Linked DNA regions of Columba livia: region 1 is linked to region 2. The links are chromatin contacts, called in public Hi-C maps. All regions are on one chromosome and are shown on one strand. The core of a region is the stretch at or near the end of the contact, and the rest is flanking DNA. Distances in the headings are between cores, read along the strand shown.

Region 1 (3,559 bases), core at 881-3,380, 99 kb after region 2:
CGTGGTATCCAACGATACTTTACACTTCTGCAAAAAACTTTTAACTGTCAAGTATATCCAAGTTCTTCCTGCTGCTTTTCTTCCTTACATGAAATAATTTAAGGATCATTCTTTACTTTTAAGTTTGTGGGGAGGCAGTACTGTTTTAGTTTTTTTCCTATTTATATGTTCATTCTTCACACATTATCCACACACACAAGAACACATCTGAAGTGGCTGGTAGGCAGAGATATTGCCATGCATATTTTTGCAGGTTTTTAATAGCATCCTTGTAACTCTCACAAAGGTAAGTGATGCTGTGATACTGCTTTGTGGCCTGAACAGGTCTTTCTGCTAATGACATTTTTTGATGTAGTTTTTGTAAGGCAGAGGTGGAACTTCAGATGAAATCTTGATGTTTACAAAACACATGGTCCGGTGTCTAATGTTTGTACTCACTTGAAGATTAATGAATTCAGAAATTCCATTCCCACAGCTTCCTTAACCACACTTGAGCCAATTTTACATTTTATTTTGAAAAATAAACCTTAGTTATTAATACACTATATATAAAGTAGCTGATAAGTTTAGAAATTATCTTTAAGATGAGATTTTTTTTAAGATTTAGTTTTTAAACACTAAGGGAACACCAGCTACCTTAAACTGTGGTTCATTATTATAGCACATAGTAGACTTACTAAGTATATTTTATTTGTATTTACCGACATCAAATATTTAAATGGTCATGATTTTTCCGGGCAAATTTTTGTTGCATATTTTGTTACTTGGACCCCTTGCCTTTTTTATAGTGAATGCTTAAGATACATATATTGATAAACTTGCATTTTTTTTAAGTTTCTTTTAAAGAAATTGTAGCTTGTTTGTTTTTTTGTTTTTGTTTTTTTGGTCAGTAACAGTAGGGTTTAAACATAACTAAAATTAGGAGAGAAAGCTATAAAGGAATCTATAAGGGCTTATTTTACATGTCAGATTTCAGTGACACTTTGTCTCATAACCAAATCAGTTAAAATGTCCTTATTGCCATAGGTTTTTTTTCCAGGAGACAGGAATACAGGTTTTCGGGCAGTAAGTTTGAAGTTTTTTTAAGGGGGGTTGCTCTTAAGTTTTACCACACTGGCAGTTATACAGTTTTAATCAATTCCAGTAGAAAACTGGATTCCTGTAGTTAAAATGGTTCAAAAATATGTATATACCAGACTTTAATAACAAATAGAAAACCACCTAGTTCATGTGATGAAGAAACCTCGTATCAAATGCAAGGAAGAACTTCAGATGCTGTTATTAAGGTAAGTTGTACAAATACGCGGAGACTGTGCCATTACTGAATTGCCAGGGAAATTGTGTATTTGTGGAAAAACCTGTCCTGCTTTTTGATTGAGTGGGTCTGATCTGTAATCTTCCTGAGAAGCTGCTATTGCATCATCTTTAAGCGCCTTCTACAAGATTTCATTTCTTTAACAAATCTTTATATACCGTTCAAATCATAGAAGTTACAGCATTGTGGAAGTTCATATGAGGCGTCTCACTTCACTTCAAGTATCTAAAAGTTAGAATTACTTAAGTCTAACTAGTCTGTCAAGACAAACACCGTCAGTGGGCAAAACATATAATCTGGTTTAGACACTAATCTTGGAAAAAAGGTGACTCACTGTTTAGAAATGCTTATTTCTGAGCATTGATTTTGAAAGACATTTGACTAGTTCAGACATCTGGGTGTCTAACGTTTGGACTGAAGGTCTCATAGAGGAGGCCAAGGCCGGCATCTTCTGAATACAGTATTTCAAACCACAGCCTGCGTTCTCCCACAGCCTCAAGCCATGTTCTGCAAAGCCTTTCTTGTGACTTCAGTGCACGCGGCATTTTAGGAATTAAGGAAACTTAATGCGATTAACAGAGTTACTCTCTAATACTCTGTCCAGCGGTCTGTTTATCATATTTTATACATGAATTTACTTTATATGTTTACTCTGTACTCGTCAGATACAAGATTTTCTTGTTATGTATGGCAGTAGTTTTAAGTCGTAGCAAGAAGATCAAGCCACTCTTACAGACGTACTGGGCGATAGGGGCATAGAGTACCTAAACCCTTTGCATCTAAACCCTTTGCATCTAAACCCTTTGCATCTAAACCCTTCCACCAGGACACCTTTTCTCCTCCCAAACTGTTCTGTATTTAAAAAAAAAGAAGGTGGCTATTTGGTGCTAGTAGTATGCAGTTACGTAGAGCAGTGATTTCTTTTTCTCTGCTACCCCACTCATTCGTGTTTCTTTGTTTCCTAATTTTTTTTTCGGTAGCTTTTTTGGGGATAAGTTAGGGCTGTACTTGAAATTATCTTTGTACACCAAAATCTGGAGCCTGGTTAAGACTGTCCAACATCTTGATGTTCCCAGTGAACAGAATCATAGAATCCTGTTTATCCACTTAGTAACTAGAGTGGGAAATACCTTGAACTTGCTTTGATAAGCGAATATTAAGTACAAGTGCTTTTAAAGTTGCAAACAGTGTTTGAGCTACACATGTAAGAAGAGATAAGCTCTGCATCACATTCCCTTTCAGAAATGTTGCTTTTAATTTTGTTAGGAAAATAATATGCGGTGCTCAGTTTTTACATTGAATTTCAAAAGTCATCCTAGCTTCCAAATTGATACAAGTATACGGATTGTTGAGATCTAGGAACGTTCAGAAATTCAAGTTTTGGTAGAAATCCTGAATTTGTCATGTGAGTGTTAATTATCAATATGTAGGTCATATCAAAGGACATATAAAATTCACAACAAAAGCAAAACGGACTCATCATCTATTAAAATCATGTAGGTGTTTGTGAGGAAGCACCACCCAAAACGATTACTGAAACGTTTCAGTGTGGTAGCAGATTAACATACATCTTACAATAACAGGAGCCATTATTTTTAGTTATACTGAAGGAGGACAATCTTTAAACAGCATAAACACGTTTTTCCAGAAGGAGCTACAAAAGCAGTTTGCATCCACTCCTTGTGTGACTCTGCTGAGAACTTCTATACTTAGTTTTACACTAATTAATATCATGTTTTGCATTTGTAACAGTGTTTGCCCACTACATTCACTGCTGCCCTGTGAAAAGGGGGTAAAGGAACCCTTCAAACCTGATGTTTGCTGATGCAGAAGTTTCTCAGCAGTATCAGTGTGTATGTCTGAAGCACCTGAACTCAGGTTTTCCGCTTGATAGAGCAAAACTTGAGACTTTTTTCTGTATTTTTGCTGTTAATTGTCAAATAGAAGTCAGCAGCAAATGTATGAGCAGTTTTAAAATAGCAAGTGAATCCAGAAGGAGGAGAAAATGGTAGATGTTTGCAGTATCCAGATTTTTAAACTACCTAGTTATAAGTATACTATAATAACTACCCATCAGTGCTTCAAATCTTTGAGGTTCAGCTGATTGACCTTCTTAGACTTAAATACAGGATGTCCTGTGTTTGTAGTACCTCCTGTTTTACAGCAGTAAATTATGGAGAGAGCTTAATGCTGCCACCTCCTGGAGGTGGAAGGGCGGGTTTGTAGCACCCTGCCTCGGGCGAT
Region 2 (3,583 bases), core at 446-2,945:
GCTTTGTAGAGGGCCTGATGAAAACAACACACATTCTGGGAAAAGCCTCATGTCACCTTAACACCCAAACTATTTACTACGGCAAATAACCTACCAGGTACATCTGTATCAACTGATTGCATCTGCCTGTAGGCAACATCCACCTATTTGCATCTGTACATTAGGATACAGGATTCATCCCATCCTTCCTATCAGGCACTCAAGAGGCCTGGACCAGGTACATGCCATGCTTGAAGAAAGTCTGGAATGCCCTTATACTATCTTTATAGCAAAGCTCAGTACTAGGAAGCAGTCTCAGAAGCCTAGGGAGAAAAAAAAAAAAGACTAGGACGTCTTTCTGTTGCAATTAAAGACTAAGCCCTCTCTGTCATCTCAGTGCAGGAATATGGGACAAAGCACCCTGAATATCCTTCCCTCTGCAGTTCTCATCTTTGCCAACGTCTGCCTTGGATTCTCCATGTGATTTTTCCGTTGTTCAGACACTCCAGTGGTCACAGAAAGGATTCCTCCCCCAGTGTTGTTTTCTCACACACTACAGGCCATTGCATGGAGCTGTTTGTTTCCTTCTCAGCTTAGCATTCGATTACTGGTACTCGCAACTGGGAAGGATAGAGAGTCCCTTCAGAGCTGGACTGATTCACCAAGGATCAAATTTCTTTTAGACACACATGGAAGGAAGGAACAAATTGAATCTCTGAAGAAAATGGAAATAGACGGAGCCTTTGCCTTGGAAATCTCTCAGTGCAACAGGTGCCTCCTCTGTCATCCCCACCTAAATCAAAGGCCCTGATCAGCAAGCCATGCCCACAGCTGTCAAGACCTTGCATGCCTTTGCCTCCCATCACAACATGTACCATGAGTGGTTCATGGTCCCATGTCTGTGGTGGGGGGGAGTGTTCCCTTCTCCAGTTTTTCCTGAGAGTGATGCTAGAAAAGTCTCCAGAAAAATATTTTGCTTCCCCAATCACTTCTTTATTTGCTTTGAGGCTGACAAAGACTAAGGTGAGAGGCAGCATGAAGCAGCAGTTCAACCATCACCTTTTCTCATTACTTTTAGAAAGAGAAAAGAGCAAATTCACAGGCCTGGAGCTCAGCACTGTCACCTGCTAAGAGCTGAAACTCCTCTTATGTTTCCAAAGAGTTCATACACTGCAAGCCAGAGGCTGGACTGCAAAGTCACAATGCTTTCCCTGCCCTTCCAGCATCCACGTGCAGCTTCCATTAAGTAAAGACTCTTGTTGCTGCGCTGTTCATTTTCTCCTCCACTGCCTTGTCCCAGCCAGCAAATACAAAATCATAGGATTGTTTTGGTTGAAAGAGACTGTCAAGATCACAGACTCCAACCATTAACCTAACTCTGGCACTAAACCACGTCCCCAAGAACCTCATCACCCCATCTTTTAACCCCCTCTAGGGATATGAGTTCTAGAAGCTCAATAGCGATTCATGTCCACCCCCACTCACTTTCCAGACCTGTTTTGTCCTGCTGCTCCTCGGGCAGTGTCTCCTTTCACCCGCAGGTGCCCACCAAGGGGTGTCTGTCGCCCCGTCAGACCCCGGGACCTCTCCGCCGGGAGCCCGGGGAAGCCGCGGGGCTGCAGTGGCGGGGCCGGGGGCGAGGGAAGCCGGTCACGGAGGGAGGGCAGAGCCGCTCCCCCATATCCCCCACGCCCCGCTGATTGGGCGGCGGGGGAATCCCGCCGGGCCCATCTCCGCCGATATAAGCGGCGGCGGGGCCGGTACCGCGCTCACTGCCCGCCCCCAGCCCGGGCGCAGTGGGGCCGCCTCCTCCTCTTCTTCATCCTCATCATCCTCAACGCTGAGGCGGCGGAGCGCGGCTTCTCCCCGCCAAGGCCATGGCCGAGCTCAAGTCGCTGGGCGGCGAGACGTACCTGGCGCTGGCCCCGGGCTATGGGCCATCGGCTTTCGCCTACGGGACCGTCCGCGGCGGTACCGAGGGTCCGCGGGGGACATACCCGGGAGGCGGCGGGACGGACTTTCACCCCGGGGCGCTGGGCAAGTCGGCGGAGAGCAGCGGCGAGCAGAGCGGCGATGAGGAGGACGGCTTCGAAGCCGGGGTGAAGGGCGGTGCGGGCTTCGAGCGGGAGGGCAAGCTGAAGGGGGGAGCCCTGGGCAAGAAGCCGAAGGAGCAGCGCTCGCTGCGGCTCAGCATCAACGCGCGGGAGCGGCGGAGGATGCACGACCTGAACGATGCCCTGGACGGGCTGCGCTCCGTTATCCCTTACGCCCACAGCCCCTCGGTGAGGAAACTCTCCAAAATCGCCACCCTGCTCCTGGCCAAGAACTACATCCTCATGCAGGCGCAGGCTCTGGAGGAGATGCGGCGGCTGGTGGCTTATCTGAACCAGGGCCAGACGCTGAGCACTCCGCTGCCCGCCACCCTCAACCCCTTCGGACAGTCGGCCGTGTACCCGTTCGGCAGCGCAGCCTTGCCCGGCTGCCCCGAGAAATGCACTGCCTTCACAGGAGCCACCTCCGCCCTCTGCAAACACTGTAATGACAAGCCTTGACTTCTGGCTTCTTTTTGGTTTTTATTCGTTTTTTTTTTTTTTTTTCTTTGCACTTTTCTTTCCACTACCATCAGCCCTGGCTTCCTACCATCAGTTAAGTCTGGGTTTTCTTTTTGTTTGCTTCTCTTAAATACTCCCCTCCCTGCACCCCATTTGGAAATACTTGGCAGTTTGTGTGGACCCCAAAACTATCCACTTTTCAACTTTCAGTTAACCCTCCCCACCCCAACATGTAACTTCATCTATAGAGTTATTTCCTTCCCGGCCGGTTAGTGAACTGTGAGCATAATGTTGTGTTTCTGCTTGCTCTCATCTATGAAGTTTTTGAGCAGTTTTTAAACTAAACTGTAGAAAAAGGGAGGGAGAGAGATCTGGAGATGGAAATCTCAGTGAGTTTTCTTTGGCATGATCAACCTGTGTTAAAAAATAGCTTAAAAGGAGGGGGGGGAAGCAAAATCCAGCTGCAAAACTATGCAATGCTTCAGAATCTTGGGGGGGTGTCCTGTGTAGCCTGCTGGGGTTGGACTGCAGCCGTGAATCCCAATGAAAATGTCATTCAGTCAGCTCATGGGAGGGGGGAAGGTCAAGGCTCTTGATAAAACAATAGGCGCTTCAAAATAAGATGCGCTTTTTTCTTTTCTTAAAAAGAAAAAGGAAAAAAAATAACCTCTTCTTGAACTGAGAGGAACCTGTGATTGTATGCTAATGCTTGCTTTTTGCCTGTTTCTCAGCTTGGTTAAGTTTTCCAGATGATTTTTTCCAAAGTTGTTGCTCATCATGATAAACAAAGCAAAAAAAAGTCACGTAACATATTTATATGTATTTATAATAAATAAAAGACATGAATAACAACTTTCTCTGTCCTACATGTCTCTAAAATGAGCTGGCAGTCAAAGCTAAAGCCCTGCTGAAGTAAAGTAAAGCAGGGATGGCCACAGCCGTCCTCTGTGGAGGAGCAGCACTGTCAAGTTAGCTGAATGATGGGAATACATGGGGGAAAGCTTGTGGACCTTCGCTCCTTATCAGCAGGGATTTGGGTTTTTTCCTCCAGT

Evidence for each region. A called contact is a pair of places that touch in the nucleus more often than the background predicts.
Region 1: a Hi-C map of liver shows a contact between it and region 2, with 2.6 times the contacts expected there. The contact joins the enhancer-like site here to the promoter of BHLHE23 in region 2. A contact is called at or near these places in 2 of 2 Hi-C or Micro-C datasets (crop and liver).

Annotation. Positions count from the first base shown.
Region 1 is chr16:7,950,236-7,953,794 of bColLiv1.pat.W.v2, forward strand. All of the region lies in intron 8 of DIDO1 (death inducer-obliterator 1), which reads left to right. Among named protein-coding and RNA genes, the nearest start is that of DIDO1, 27 kb to the left of the region's middle. Within about 2 kb of position 2,131, at least 1 of the 3 cell types and tissues checked has an H3K27ac peak away from gene starts, as active enhancers do.
Region 2 is chr16:7,851,403-7,854,985 of bColLiv1.pat.W.v2, forward strand. It overlaps BHLHE23 (basic helix-loop-helix family member e23), which reads left to right and starts at 1,696. Exons shown (of 1, transcript XM_021283807.2): 1 at 1,696-3,583. The coding sequence starts at 1,857. The coding sequence ends at 2,531. It overlaps LOC110355767 (a long non-coding RNA gene), which reads right to left and starts at 1,681. Exons shown (of 2, transcript XR_010466585.1): 1 at 1,474-1,681.